Regions from separate parts of the Mus musculus genome. Here regions 2, 3 and 4 are each linked to region 1. A link is a contact called in public promoter capture Hi-C and targeted proximity ligation data. All regions are on one chromosome and are shown on one strand. The core of a region is the stretch at or near the end of the contact, and the rest is flanking DNA. Distances in the headings are between cores, read along the strand shown.

Region 1 (2,799 bases), core at 94-2,593:
TTATGACCTTTGATAGACAGCCCAAGGCAGCTCAACAGGAAACTAAGCCACAGACCATCTCCCAAAGTTAGTAGGTAACAGCCTAGAGATTTGAGCTAGAGGAAGTGGACGTTGTTATTGGGAACCTGCAAGGACTCCACTGTACTGTGCAGTAATTCCTAATCAGAGGTTAAAACTCCCCTTTCTGGTAGGGTGGTGGTGGTACACAGCTTTAATCCCAGCACTAGGGTGGCAGAGGCAAGCAGATTTCTGTGAGTTCGAGGCCAGTATGCTCTACAGAGTGAGTTCCAGGACAGCCAGAGCTAAAACCAAATACCCCAACCTTGGAGGGGGGTAAGCAAGGAGCCAAAAACAAAAAAAACTAAGACAAACAAACAAAAAAACCCTTGCCTTTCTAGCCAGGCAGTGGTAGCATATGGCTTTGATCCCAGCAGAGGATCTCTGAGTTGGAGGCCAGCCAGCTCTACAGAGCTAGTTCCAGGCCAGCCAGGGCTGTCCAAAAACAAGAGAAACCCTATCTCAAACAAAACAAAACAAAACAAACTCCCAGGGCTGTCTAGAGGTGTAAGTGACAAGTAATACGGATATGTGGAAAAGTTTTTGCTACAGTAAAGTGCTGTCTGTGTAAAAGGCAACTTGTCTCTGAGCAACAGGACTCCCATCAGAAAGCACACACCCAGCAGGGCTGTACACTGCAAGCCAAACGTTAACCCACCTCCTGGCCTCTCATTATCTAAACCTACAAGGCCAGATGTACTAGAAAAACAACTTCGCAGAAGTTTAAAAACAACACAACTGAAGAAGGGCCATACTCCAAGGGCAGGGAATAGGCAAGGACACCCCCAGGGCCAGAACAAGGGGCTAAGGGAGTGAGGGCATGCTAACCCAGCGGGAATCATGGGGTTGTCTCCCTTCCAGAAGCTGATAGAGAGGACAGAGCAGCTTCCCGGGGAGACCCGAGGGATGCGCTGAGGACAGAGGCAGAAGGAAGAGGACCCTGGGGTGAGGTTAAATAATGCTGAGTCTTCCCAAAGGCTCTGGGGAAAAAAAGAGGAAGCGGGAATCAGAGTTCTCCAAAGCTTTGGGGTCGATGGGCAGGGCCCGGGCCTGGACTGGATCCAGAACCTCCGGGTACAGAGAGAGATCCCAACGCAGGGATGCGGAGCGCAGAGTCAGGGACCAGGGCGTGCGGGGGCGGGGTCCTCACCGGCCGCCACATGTCCCCGGCAGTGCTCTCTTCCCGGTTTCGCCGCAGACGTCCCTGGTGCCCAGACGACCCCGCGAAAGAGTAGGCAATGCGCTTGCGCACCGGCCCACACGCGCCACACAGACCTGGGTAGAGTGGAAGGGCCACGCCCCCAAAACGTGACGTGACCGCCTCGGCGTGCAGCGGCCCCTTGAGGTCGCCCGGGGCATAGCCTCATGGGAGACACCAAGTGATGAGTCTTTACCAAGTGTTTTCCTTTGTTTATTGTATGTGAATGTTATGGAGCAATTTTCAAGAGTCGGTTGGTGCTTGCTTTCCACCGTCTGTTTTATTTCTGTTGCCCTGTGCAAGCCAGGCTAAGTTTGCGGGCAATTTTCCTCTTCCCACTCCTATTTCACTCTAGAAGTGCTTTTTACATTGTTCCAGGAACTTGGCTTCCTAGGGTAGCCCTTTTACCCACTCAGCCATATTCCCAGACCCTTGAATTGGCTCTTTAATTTTGTCGGGCTCTCGTTCCTTTCTGAAAAGTGACAGTGTAACTCAAAGCTGACACTTGGTCATTTTCACAACTCTCAGTATTCGCTCGCACAGGCAGTTTGGCAACACCTGTTGAGACAGCCACCAAAGCTAGAGACACCCTCGCTTTCTTGCCAACTATGTCAGTTAGAGTCCAGGTTCTTTTTTGTTTGTTTGTTTGGTTGGTTGGTTGGTTTGTTTTGTTTTGTTTTGTTTTTTCTTTTCTTTTTTTTTCTAAGACAGGGTTTCTCTGTGAAGAGTCCTGGTTCTTTGTCCCCCTACTCTTCACTCTCTGTGATACCCAATCCTTCTGCAAATCCTCCTCTGGAGGGGTCCTTACTACCTGGTTCCTCAGAACTCCCCTGAAGTTCCTGCTTCCCTAGCCACGGGTGCTCTTCTCAGCAACTGTCCTAATGTTGACCATTGGGTTCTTTGAGGTCACCTGAGCCTCCCCCCACCCACCCACTGGAACTGGCAAGCTGCCTTCTGGTTGAACATGGCTCTAAGCAGGCTCTAAGATAATGTCATGTCCCCAATTGGCTTTGGAGTGCCTGGAAGGTGGCAGAGTGGCTGTATGAGGGGGTCACAAAAGTCTGTGAGCCAGACGATGTCAGGCAATGGCCTCCTTCCAGTTCATTCATTCTGGACGTCCTTGCAAGCCTAGGAAGTACGTGTAGCTGAGATGTCTGGGCGCAACTGGAAAGCAATGTGTCAGGGACAAAATGGATTCAGGGTGCACAGAGCCCAGGATGAAAAGGCAGAAATGGGTGTTCCGAGACTGGGCTACTTATAAAGCACAGGGGAGAGAGATTGTGGCAATTAGGTCCAGATATACAGTAGGGAACAGATCAAAGTCCTCAGCCCTGTGAGGTCACACCCGAACCAGGGAGACCTAGCTGGGAGCTACCAGGAACCTGTTGGAAAGTCAGGGCAACCAAGTAGCCCAGCAACTCCAGAATACTTATTTAGCCCAAACCTTTCCAAACATTATATCATACAGTCTTGGCCAGCAGCCTGTCCCTGAGCGTCTGCAGCAGTTGGAAGCCTGTGTATTTTTGGGTGACATATGTCAGGAT
Region 2 (2,700 bases), core at 130-2,629, 280 kb after region 1:
TCAGCCTCGAACTCTTCCACCCATTCCAGCAGCAGCGTTAGCTGTTTGCAGCGAATATGTCCATCCTCTGAGAGGAGAGATGAAGTTGGCTTAGCCCAGAGTAGGGATCTAAGACCTCACCCTGTGGGTCCTGATCTGTAAACCACCCAAGGCATTTCTTGGGATGTCTGGGGCAGAGAACATTGGGATGTGGGGACAGACGTGTTGGTAAGGTTAAGGGACCTACTGCCTTCGAAGGAGAGAAGAGGGGCTACCTACCCACATTTCAAACCCTCCTGCAGGGCTCACCAACGGGTGCATGCAAATGTGTACAATGAAGGTATCCCACGATGGGGTGCCCGTCCACGATGCCTAGCTGCGCCTGCAACACCACCCACAGTTCCAGGTCTTCTTGCTCTCCTGGTTAAATCTATTGCTTACGCTCTCCCCGCTAGGGCTCACTGCAGCCTGGGTTAGTACCTGGACTGATAGTAGACCTTTGGAGGCCATGGCGTCCTCGCGACGAGCGTTAGGAAAGCAACGGAAGGTGGCACGCAGCAACGGGTAGCGCGAGGCCAGTAGAAGCCCACTGCCCAGTACCTTGATGTACGGCCCAGCCATTAAGCCAAATGTGCCCACATCATATATCACCGGGCCCAGATTTGGTACCAAGACACGCACAAGACGACGAGCTGCGCGGAGGTCGAACACTTCCTGCAGACACACGAAGTCCAAGCCCATAGGTAATGTGGCCTTCAGCTCACCACCAGGCACCCTAGGCGGCGGCTGACTGCATTCGGAAACCCTATACTGTGACGATTGAAGGCTATCTAGCAGTGCGGCCCCTACAGCCTCGGCGCGCTGCAGGCTGTGCGACAGGTTGTTAAAATGAGCCAGCCCGTGGGGCAATAGGCACAGATTAGCAGTGAGAAAGACAAAGCAGCGCCGGCGCTCAGCAGGCGGATGCCAGGGCTGTGGCCACACCCAGCATGCCGGAGGGGGCTGATAGCAGAAGGGGCGGCGCCAGACCTGGAGGGGCAGCCAGAGCGCAAGGCCGACCAACGCTAAGGGTAGGCCGACCACCACCAGTGGTAGCAACACCCCACTTCCTGCCAGGACTTTGAACCACCCCAAGCTTTTGGATCGGACGCTTGGTGCCCAGCAGCCCAGCAACTGGTCCAGGGACCAGTAAGTCGGGAAAAGCAGCACGCGGGATAAACTGTAGAGGGCTTGCAGCACTGGGTTCGGGAAAGGTGAAGGCCTCAGGGCGTTGGGTGTCAGGGGCCAGTCCTCTTGGGGCACTGGGCTCCTTCGCCGCGAAATGTCAGGGAGACTCATTGGTTTCCAGCGGCGGCGGAGGTCAAGACCAGGTGGCACAACCTGTGCGCGCCGCTAGTAATGCCCGGACGTCCCGCGAGCCTGAGTGCTGGCCACTGGCCCCACCCACTCAGAACTTCTGTGGCGGTTGGAAACGAACAACAATTTAAAAAAAAAAAAAAACCCGTAAAAGAAATCCGAGCTTTACAGCCCTGCCCTATTTCCTCCTTGTACTTGCGGGGGTCCACTTAGTGCTTCGGAGAAAAACTTAGGGCCCTGCCTACTCTCCCCTCCCCCACCCCTCCAATACACTTTACAGCCTGACTACTCACAGCCAGGTAGGTTCACCACAGCCTCTCAATCCGGTGCCTGGCTTAGTGCAGAGACTCAGCACCGATGGCTTGCAGAGGCTGAGACTTCAAACCCGGGGAGGGACCGTTAGTTCTACACCTGAGGCAGCTTGCCCAGACAGGTAAAAGGAAATCCTCCATTCTATGAGCCCTGTAACAGACTTAAGTTCTTTTAATTCTGTGTTTTATTTTTGTTTGTTTTGTTTTGTTTCTCGGGGCAGGGTTTCTCTGTGACTCTGGCTGTCCTGGAACTTGCTCTGTAGACCAGGCTGGCCTCGAACTCACAGAGATCTGCCTGCCTCTGCCTCCGGATTGCTGGGATTAAAGACATGTACCAGCACCGCCCCTCTTGACTTTAGTTTCTTGACAATGATCCCTTGGGCTTTCACAGACTTTTCTTGGCTCCCCTTGGAAGTCTGACTCCTTAACTCCAGCTGTGAGCCAGCAAACACCCTGACATCGACCATCAGTGTCTCTTAAGTAACCCATCAGGTTTGTCTTGGCTGGCGATCTTCAGCCGGCTTGCCAGGATAGTCCTGGAGACTTTGGATGAAGGCAACTGTTGATGAGCTGGGCAGTCTGGGCAGAAGGCATTGAACTCTGCAGGGCAGGTGGGGGTGGGGGTGGGGGTGGGGCGAGGTATCCCAGCTGGAGAACCATGCCTCTTTCTAACCGGAAGTTGTATTGGTACTGATAGATTCCTGTTTGAATCCGCCCCCCCCCCCCCAAGGCTCTGCTGTTCCTTGACTGGCAAGAACTGGTTTTCTAAGTCCCTAGTTCTTTTATTCCTTTCTGCCTTGTCACTGCCCTAGCGCCTGCAACTTCAGGCAAGCCAGAAACTACTCCAGGCTTTTCCACACTGCCCTTCTCATGAACCAACCCCATTTTGGTCTCCACTCTTCTAGAAACACCACGATGTTTCCAATCTCAGCCTACCCATTGATTTCAATACCCCCCTCCCACAAGGGCCCCAATTTTTCCAACCCATGTTCCTTTTTTTTCATTTATTTATTCATTTTACATCCCCATAGATGCCCCCTGCTCCTGGTCCCCC
Region 3 (2,988 bases), core at 32-2,531, 480 kb after region 1:
TAATGAGTGCCTACATGTATGTGCGTTTGGTACCCATCAAGACCAGAAGAGGGCAGCAGATCCCCTGGAAGTGGAGTAACAGGTAATTGTGAACTTGTGTGAGTGCTGGGAATTGAACTTGGGTCTTCTGCAAGAGCAGAAGTACTCTTAACCAACGAGCCCTCAATGTCACATTTTTAAAAAACGGGTTCTATCTGTAGTGCCTGCCCCCCCCCCAAGAGGCTCTGCTAACACTGTGGTACAAGGCTCTTCATCATTTGTGTTCTTAGTGCAGACTCTCCAGTGTGGCTAGGGTCCTAGTTAAACAGACACAAATAGGTAGATCCAAGGACATGGGAATTGTCTTCCAAGCATTGGCCCTGTTCTGACTTCTAGGGCCAGTAGAGGGTTAACCCCTCCTGATCTGCTAAACTAGCTAACCCTTCTCAGGATAGGTAGAAGTCCACAGCAAGCTGCAGCATTCTGAGCGGGCTATGACAGAAGTCAGGAGCAGAGTGGGGGGCAGAGCTGGTCAGGGGTCAGATGATGTTTAAATCAGAGGACAGCCAGGGTCTCTATATAGAAAGGGGAGGTGCCGGTGGGTAGAAGGGCAGAGGTAGGACTGAGGGCAGTTGAGGGGTGGATAGAGGTTTTCGGGGGGTGGGGGAGTCTGCTGGATGTGACAAGTGAGAAATGCTCCCTCTTCGTGGTTCCATTGCTTCAAGGGAGCCCATAGTGGAACGGAGAGCGTCACATTTGGGGAGAAAAGAGAAACTCGCCATTATGAAAAGTGGGTTTGCACGGAATTCTGGTCCAGGAAGAGACAGGCAGTCAGGATTTAAAGAGTATCCCATCAGTCTCTGCTGCGGTGCATCTTTAGTGATGCGTTCCTTGGCTACCTGAGGAGGGAACTGGTCCCATTTCTGAGACCATATGGTTTCTTACCACTGAAGTGCCTGCCCCCAGATGCCCTTGACCCTTGATGCCCCATTCAGACTCTCTACATCGGGCCGAGTTCAGGACACTTGTCATGGGAGCAGGATCGGGATGCGGTGCTGGAAGAACTGGCTTCAAGAGTTGGGCAAAAGTGGTTCCCGAAGAGGCCAGGCACAGTCTGCTGGGAGAACCACAGCTGCCTGGGAAACCTTGGAGAGGCCTCCGCAGGAATGGGTGGTGCCTTTGAGGGGCGCGTCTCTTTGAGGCGGAGCTTTGGGGGAAGCAGGAGTGGTCTGGGAGGACGAGGCGTGCCTGGGGCGGGGTTCTGCCGCCCTGGATCGAGCTACAGTCCAGCACCGGCCTGCAGAGGCGGCTCCGGAGGGGCGGGGCGGCTCCTCCCTCGGGTCCGCTGCGAGCCCGCGCCTCCCAATTCCCGGAGCCGAGGAGGGCTCGCGGCGGCCGCTCCGCTGGGCTCCAGGTTGGGCTGCTGGGCGCTGGGCCAGGGCGGGCGGGAGCGGGGCGAGGGCTTGCGCGGAGGGCGGCGGCCTGGGCTCGCCGAGCCATGGCGGCCCCGGAGCCGGCGCCGAGGAGAGGCCGGGAGCGCGAGCGGGAGGACGAGAGCGAGGACGAGAGCGACATCCTGGAGGAGAGCCCGTGTGGCCGCTGGCAGAAGCGGCGGGAGCAGGTGGGCACGGGTGCGGGTGACGCCGCCGTCCCGTAGCCTAAGGATAGAAGCCATGGGATCCGTGGGGCCGAGCCAGTATGAGGGTCTCCCCGGACGCCCTGGCCTCTGGAGGCCCTCGGATCCCTTTGGCCCCAAGCCCTGGTGAGAAACCCCCATTCCTTGAACACCGGTGTCATACTGGGACCACCTCCACGTGCCTCTTGGATCCCTACTACCGCTCTGGGGATCTCCCCAACCTCTAAAACCTGCGTACCTTCTGGCCCAGCCCCTGGACACCACCCTTCTCCCCCTGGGTTCTTGATTCCCAGCCTTACCTCCTCAGCCCTCCCACTGAGCTGGGCAAGGCTAGCAGCACATTCACGGCTGGGGGAAGGTTGTGGCGGAGACCACGTCCACACCCTGGGTCTATTCGTATCAGGACACACATTCTTCCCACCTAGGTGAACCAAGGGAACATGCCCGGGATCCAGAGCACCTTTCTGGCCATGGACACGGAGGAGGGTGTAGAAGTGGTGTGGAACGAACTTCACTTCGGGGATAGGAAGGCCTTTGCGGCCCATGAGGTGAGGCCTGTCTATACCCGCTTTGCCCCATACCGTTGATTGGCCCCACAACCATCCTCTTTCCCCAGGAGAAGATCCAGACCATGTTTGAGCAGCTGGCGCTGGTGGACCATCCCAACATCGTCAAGCTGCACAAGTATTGGCTGGACGCCTCTGAGGCCCGCGCGAGGGTGAGCTAGGGGCGGGTGAAGGGCGGAGTGAAGCCACAGGCTGGGTGGGGCAGCATGGAGACCCACCCGCAACGGCGGAGCCCGCCTGCCCGCAGGTCATCTTCATCACAGAATACGTGTCGTCTGGCAGCCTCAAGCAGTTCCTCAAAAAGACCAAGAAGAACCACAAGGCCATGAACGCCCGGGTATGGGGAGTGGGCTGGGGACTGGAGGGAGTCCAGCAGAACTTAGGGACAGTAGTGGGGCGGGGGACTCCGAAAAACCTCGGTTCAGGAGTGGGGTAGCGGGCGGGCTCCGCAGGCTCAGCAGCCTTTTGGTGCCCACCCGACGGAGTCGTGCGTCCGCTGCCAGGCCTGGAAGCGCTGGTGTACGCAGATCCTGTCTGCACTCAGGTGAGAGCCTGGCCTTGCCCACGCGCTTGCCCCCTGCTCTGCACCTTTCCGCTGCTCTCTGACCCGGTTCTTCCTGCCTCTCATCCTCTATGCTTGCAGTTTTTTGCACGCCTGCAGTCCCCCCATCATCCACGGGAACCTGACGAGCGACACCATCTTCATTCAGCACAATGGCCTCATCAAGATCGGCTCCGGTGCTGGCGAGGCGGGGCAGGGGGCAGGGGGCAGGGGTGGGGAACCTGCGGGAGCCCTGGACAGAGACT
Region 4 (2,795 bases), core at 45-2,544, 300 kb before region 1:
GGCTGGAGCCATGATGTACAGCTGCGGCAGGTGTGTGTGTGTGTGTGTTGTGTGTGTGTGTGTATAAAACACACCTTTAGTCTCTGAGTTCGAAGCCAGCCTAATCTACAGAATGAGTTCCAGGACAGTTAATGCTACTCAGAGAAATCCTGTCTCGATAAACCAAAAAATAAATGAATGAATGAATGAATAAATAAATAAATGGCTGCCATAGGCCACACATTCAACTGAACAACGAGGGAGACTTCATGGGACATCTAGTAGAAAGGACAACTAAGATCACATCAACAACAGTGCTGAAGTACGGGGGGACTAGTAAAGTGTTTAAATGAGAAACGCTGGTAAAGTTTAAAGGATGCCTTCCCCCAGGGACCTAGGCCAAGCTGGTGGCTGAGGTAGGAAACGCACTTCAGGATCTGAAAATGGGACCAAGTGAGCCAGTGTGTGAGCCAAAGGAGAGAAGATAAGGAAGAGTTAACTGGAGGCAGTAGCAGTCAGGTCCAGGAAAAAGAAAAAAAGGCCTTCAGAAGGAAAACAATCCCTGTTCACCTGTACCTAAATTCCAGAACGAGCTACAGCTGCCCTAAGTCACAAGGATGACGACAAAAAAGGATTCGAGAAGTCCCCTTCTGCTAAACCAAAGCCCTTGGGCCCCTCCTTGCACACACAAACACCCACCTTCAGGTCAAAATGGGAGAGAGGAAGCTACTTTCCCAGGTAGCTTTTGGCCCAGGTATCTGGCCACTGGCTAGACTGGCCAATTAGCAGTGAACACTAGAAAAGAATTCTCCTCTCAGACCCCAGCATTTGGACTACCAATGGGAAATCGCGGTCTCAGATACAGAAGAGCAAATCCTGAGATGCCTTCTGAGTCCGCAGGCGTGACCGACTCCAGGTCATTCAGGTGCAGAAATGAGAGAAGAGATAGTCCCAGAAAGTGATTACTCACGAGGAATGAGGGAGGTTGCACCCAGCCCCAGGCCTGGAGGGAAGCAGCCTTGCTCAGGTTCAACACTGGAGCCCGGGAGCAGGCTAGAAGAGCTGGGATGCTCGGCTATTCTACTCCGCTGGGATCACGTCTTCGGCCAGGCATTCACAACAGCACCGAGCCGCCCACGCCTTCCATCCTTTTGGGGAGTAAAAGCCAAGTGTCCCTTGCCCTAAAAACAAGGAAAGCGACTGCGCCTACTCACCTGCCCCGGCGCGTGGTGGATCCCAACAAGAGAGCCACCGGAAAGGGCTTTGCAAGCTTATCCCACTGTGCCCCACCCGGGCGACTTCCGCTCGCTGGCCAGCGCGCCCCGTTTGTTCTCTAACTCCGCCCCCCGCCAGGTTACAGGGGTGGGGGCGGGGCCAGAAGTTGTCACGGCCCATAAAGGGCTGGGCTAGAGACTGAGAGGCAGGGCCGGGAAGTGTGGCTGAAGGTCACCGAAGGCCAGGCACGACCAGGAGGCGGGGCCAGAGGATGCATTTCTGATGAGAAAGAGCCTACCCAACCACAGTCTCACTACCAACCCCAAAAAGCTTTACCAAAGGCTTTCCCTTACCAAAAATCCCTTTGGGTCCCTGAACCTTAATGATAAGAGTCTTGAGGAGAAGCCGGGTGTGGTGGCGCACACCTTTAATCCCAGCACTCAGGAGGCAGAGGCAGGTGGATTTATGGGTTCGAGGCCAGCCTGGTCTACAAAGTGAGTTCCAGGACAGCCAGGGCTACACAGAGAAACCCTGTCTCAAGAAACCAAAAAAAAAAAAAAAAAAAAAGCTGGGCGGTGGTGGCGTACGCCTTTAATCCCAGCACCTGGGAGGCAGAGGCAGGAGGATTTCTGAGTTTGAGGCCAGCCTGGTCTACAAAGTGAATTCCAGGACAGCCAGGGCTACACAGAGAAACCCTGTCTCGAAAAAACAAACAAACAAACAAAAAAAAGAGTCTTGAGGAGAAAGTACATCTTAACTTCTCAAGAATGCCAGCTACTAGCCGGGCAGTGGTGGCACATGCCTTTGATCCCAGCACTTGGGAGGGAGAGGCAAGCGGATTTCTGAGTTCGAGGCCAGCCTGGTCTACAGAGTGAGTTCCAGGACAGCCAGGGCTACACAGAGAAACCCTGTCTCGAAGAAAAAAAAAAAAAAAAAAGAATGCCAGCTACTGAATAAACCTGATTTTTTTCCTGTCAATTCTCCTTGCCCTAACATGTTCTTCAACTGTCAGAGAGCCTAGGCCTTTAGATTCTAGTAACAAGGAAACACTAGCATAGAGAGAGGGAGGTTGGCAGAACTAAGTGAAGGATGGAGTCACTGGTGATAAAGAAAATGTTTCAAGGAGGATAGAGGGCCTATTGTATCTGCACTACTGAGCGGGTGTGAGGGGAGAGGATATAGTCCTTGGAAAGTGGCAAAGAGGGAGCTATGAGAAAGGAGAGAGTGTGTATGCACATTCACATGCGTGTGTGTGTGTGTGTCTGTGCCTTGAGTGTGTGTATGTTTGTGGTTTGTGCATGTATGTGTAAATGTCTATGCTGTGTATGTGCTATTTGTGTGTGTGTGTGTGTGTGTGTGTGGTATATGTGTATGTGTCTGTGCCGTGTATGTGTGTATGTGTGTGGTATATGTGTATATGTGTGTGCCATGTGTGTATGTGTGTATAATATATGTGTATATGTGTGTGCCATGTATGTGTGTGTGTCTGTGTATGTGTGTATGTGGTGTATGTGTATATGTGTGTGCCGTATGTGTCTGTGTATATGTGTGCTGCCCCTTGATTTAAGTTTTTTTAATCTCCCATCTGAAGGCTTTTGGAG

Evidence for each region. Promoter capture Hi-C pulls out the DNA fragments that hold promoters and counts their contacts. Capture Hi-C pulls out chosen DNA fragments and counts their contacts.
Region 2: a targeted proximity ligation map of pancreatic cancer cells shows a contact between it and region 1. A contact is called at or near these places in 3 of 130 datasets of targeted methods (embryonic stem cells, memory CD8 T cells and pancreatic cancer cells) and 1 of 9 other capture datasets (pancreatic islet).
Region 3: a contact with region 1 is called in a promoter capture Hi-C map of adipose tissue. A contact is called at or near these places in 1 of 39 promoter capture datasets (liver), 2 of 130 datasets of targeted methods (bone marrow-derived macrophages and extraembryonic endoderm stem cells) and 1 of 9 other capture datasets (adipose tissue).
Region 4: a contact with region 1 is called in a promoter capture Hi-C map of pre-B cells, with 5 times the contacts expected there. A contact is called at or near these places in 12 of 39 promoter capture datasets (the 3T3-L1 cell line, 3T3-L1-derived adipocytes, the C10 cell line and 7 more), 1 of 484 Hi-C or Micro-C datasets (B cells), 2 of 130 datasets of targeted methods (embryonic stem cells and pancreatic cancer cells) and 3 of 9 other capture datasets (adipose tissue, embryonic stem cells and pancreatic islet).

Annotation. Positions count from the first base shown.
Region 1 is chr15:76,574,903-76,577,701 of GRCm38.p6, reverse strand. It overlaps Adck5 (aarF domain containing kinase 5), which reads right to left and starts at 1,343. Exons shown (of 15, transcript NM_172960.3): 1 at 1,208-1,343. The coding sequence starts at 1,219.
Region 2 is chr15:76,293,051-76,295,750 of GRCm38.p6, reverse strand. It overlaps Smpd5 (sphingomyelin phosphodiesterase 5), which reads right to left and starts at 1,379. Exons shown (of 7, transcript NM_001195537.2): 1 at 460-1,379; 2 at 289-361; 3 at 1-67. The coding sequence starts at 1,317.
Region 3 is chr15:76,089,983-76,092,970 of GRCm38.p6, reverse strand. Nrbp2 (nuclear receptor binding protein 2) reads left to right here and starts at 1,281. Exons shown (of 18, transcript NM_001358359.1): 1 at 1,281-1,600; 2 at 2,041-2,163; 3 at 2,232-2,333; 4 at 2,429-2,518; 5 at 2,685-2,725; 6 at 2,825-2,919. The coding sequence starts at 1,478. Gm41349 (a long non-coding RNA gene) reads right to left here and starts at 2,266. Exons shown (of 4, transcript XR_003951571.1): 1 at 1,915-2,266; 2 at 925-1,637.
Region 4 is chr15:76,877,752-76,880,546 of GRCm38.p6, reverse strand. It overlaps Zfp7 (zinc finger protein 7), which reads right to left and starts at 1,294. Exons shown (of 5, transcript NM_145916.3): 1 at 1,194-1,294.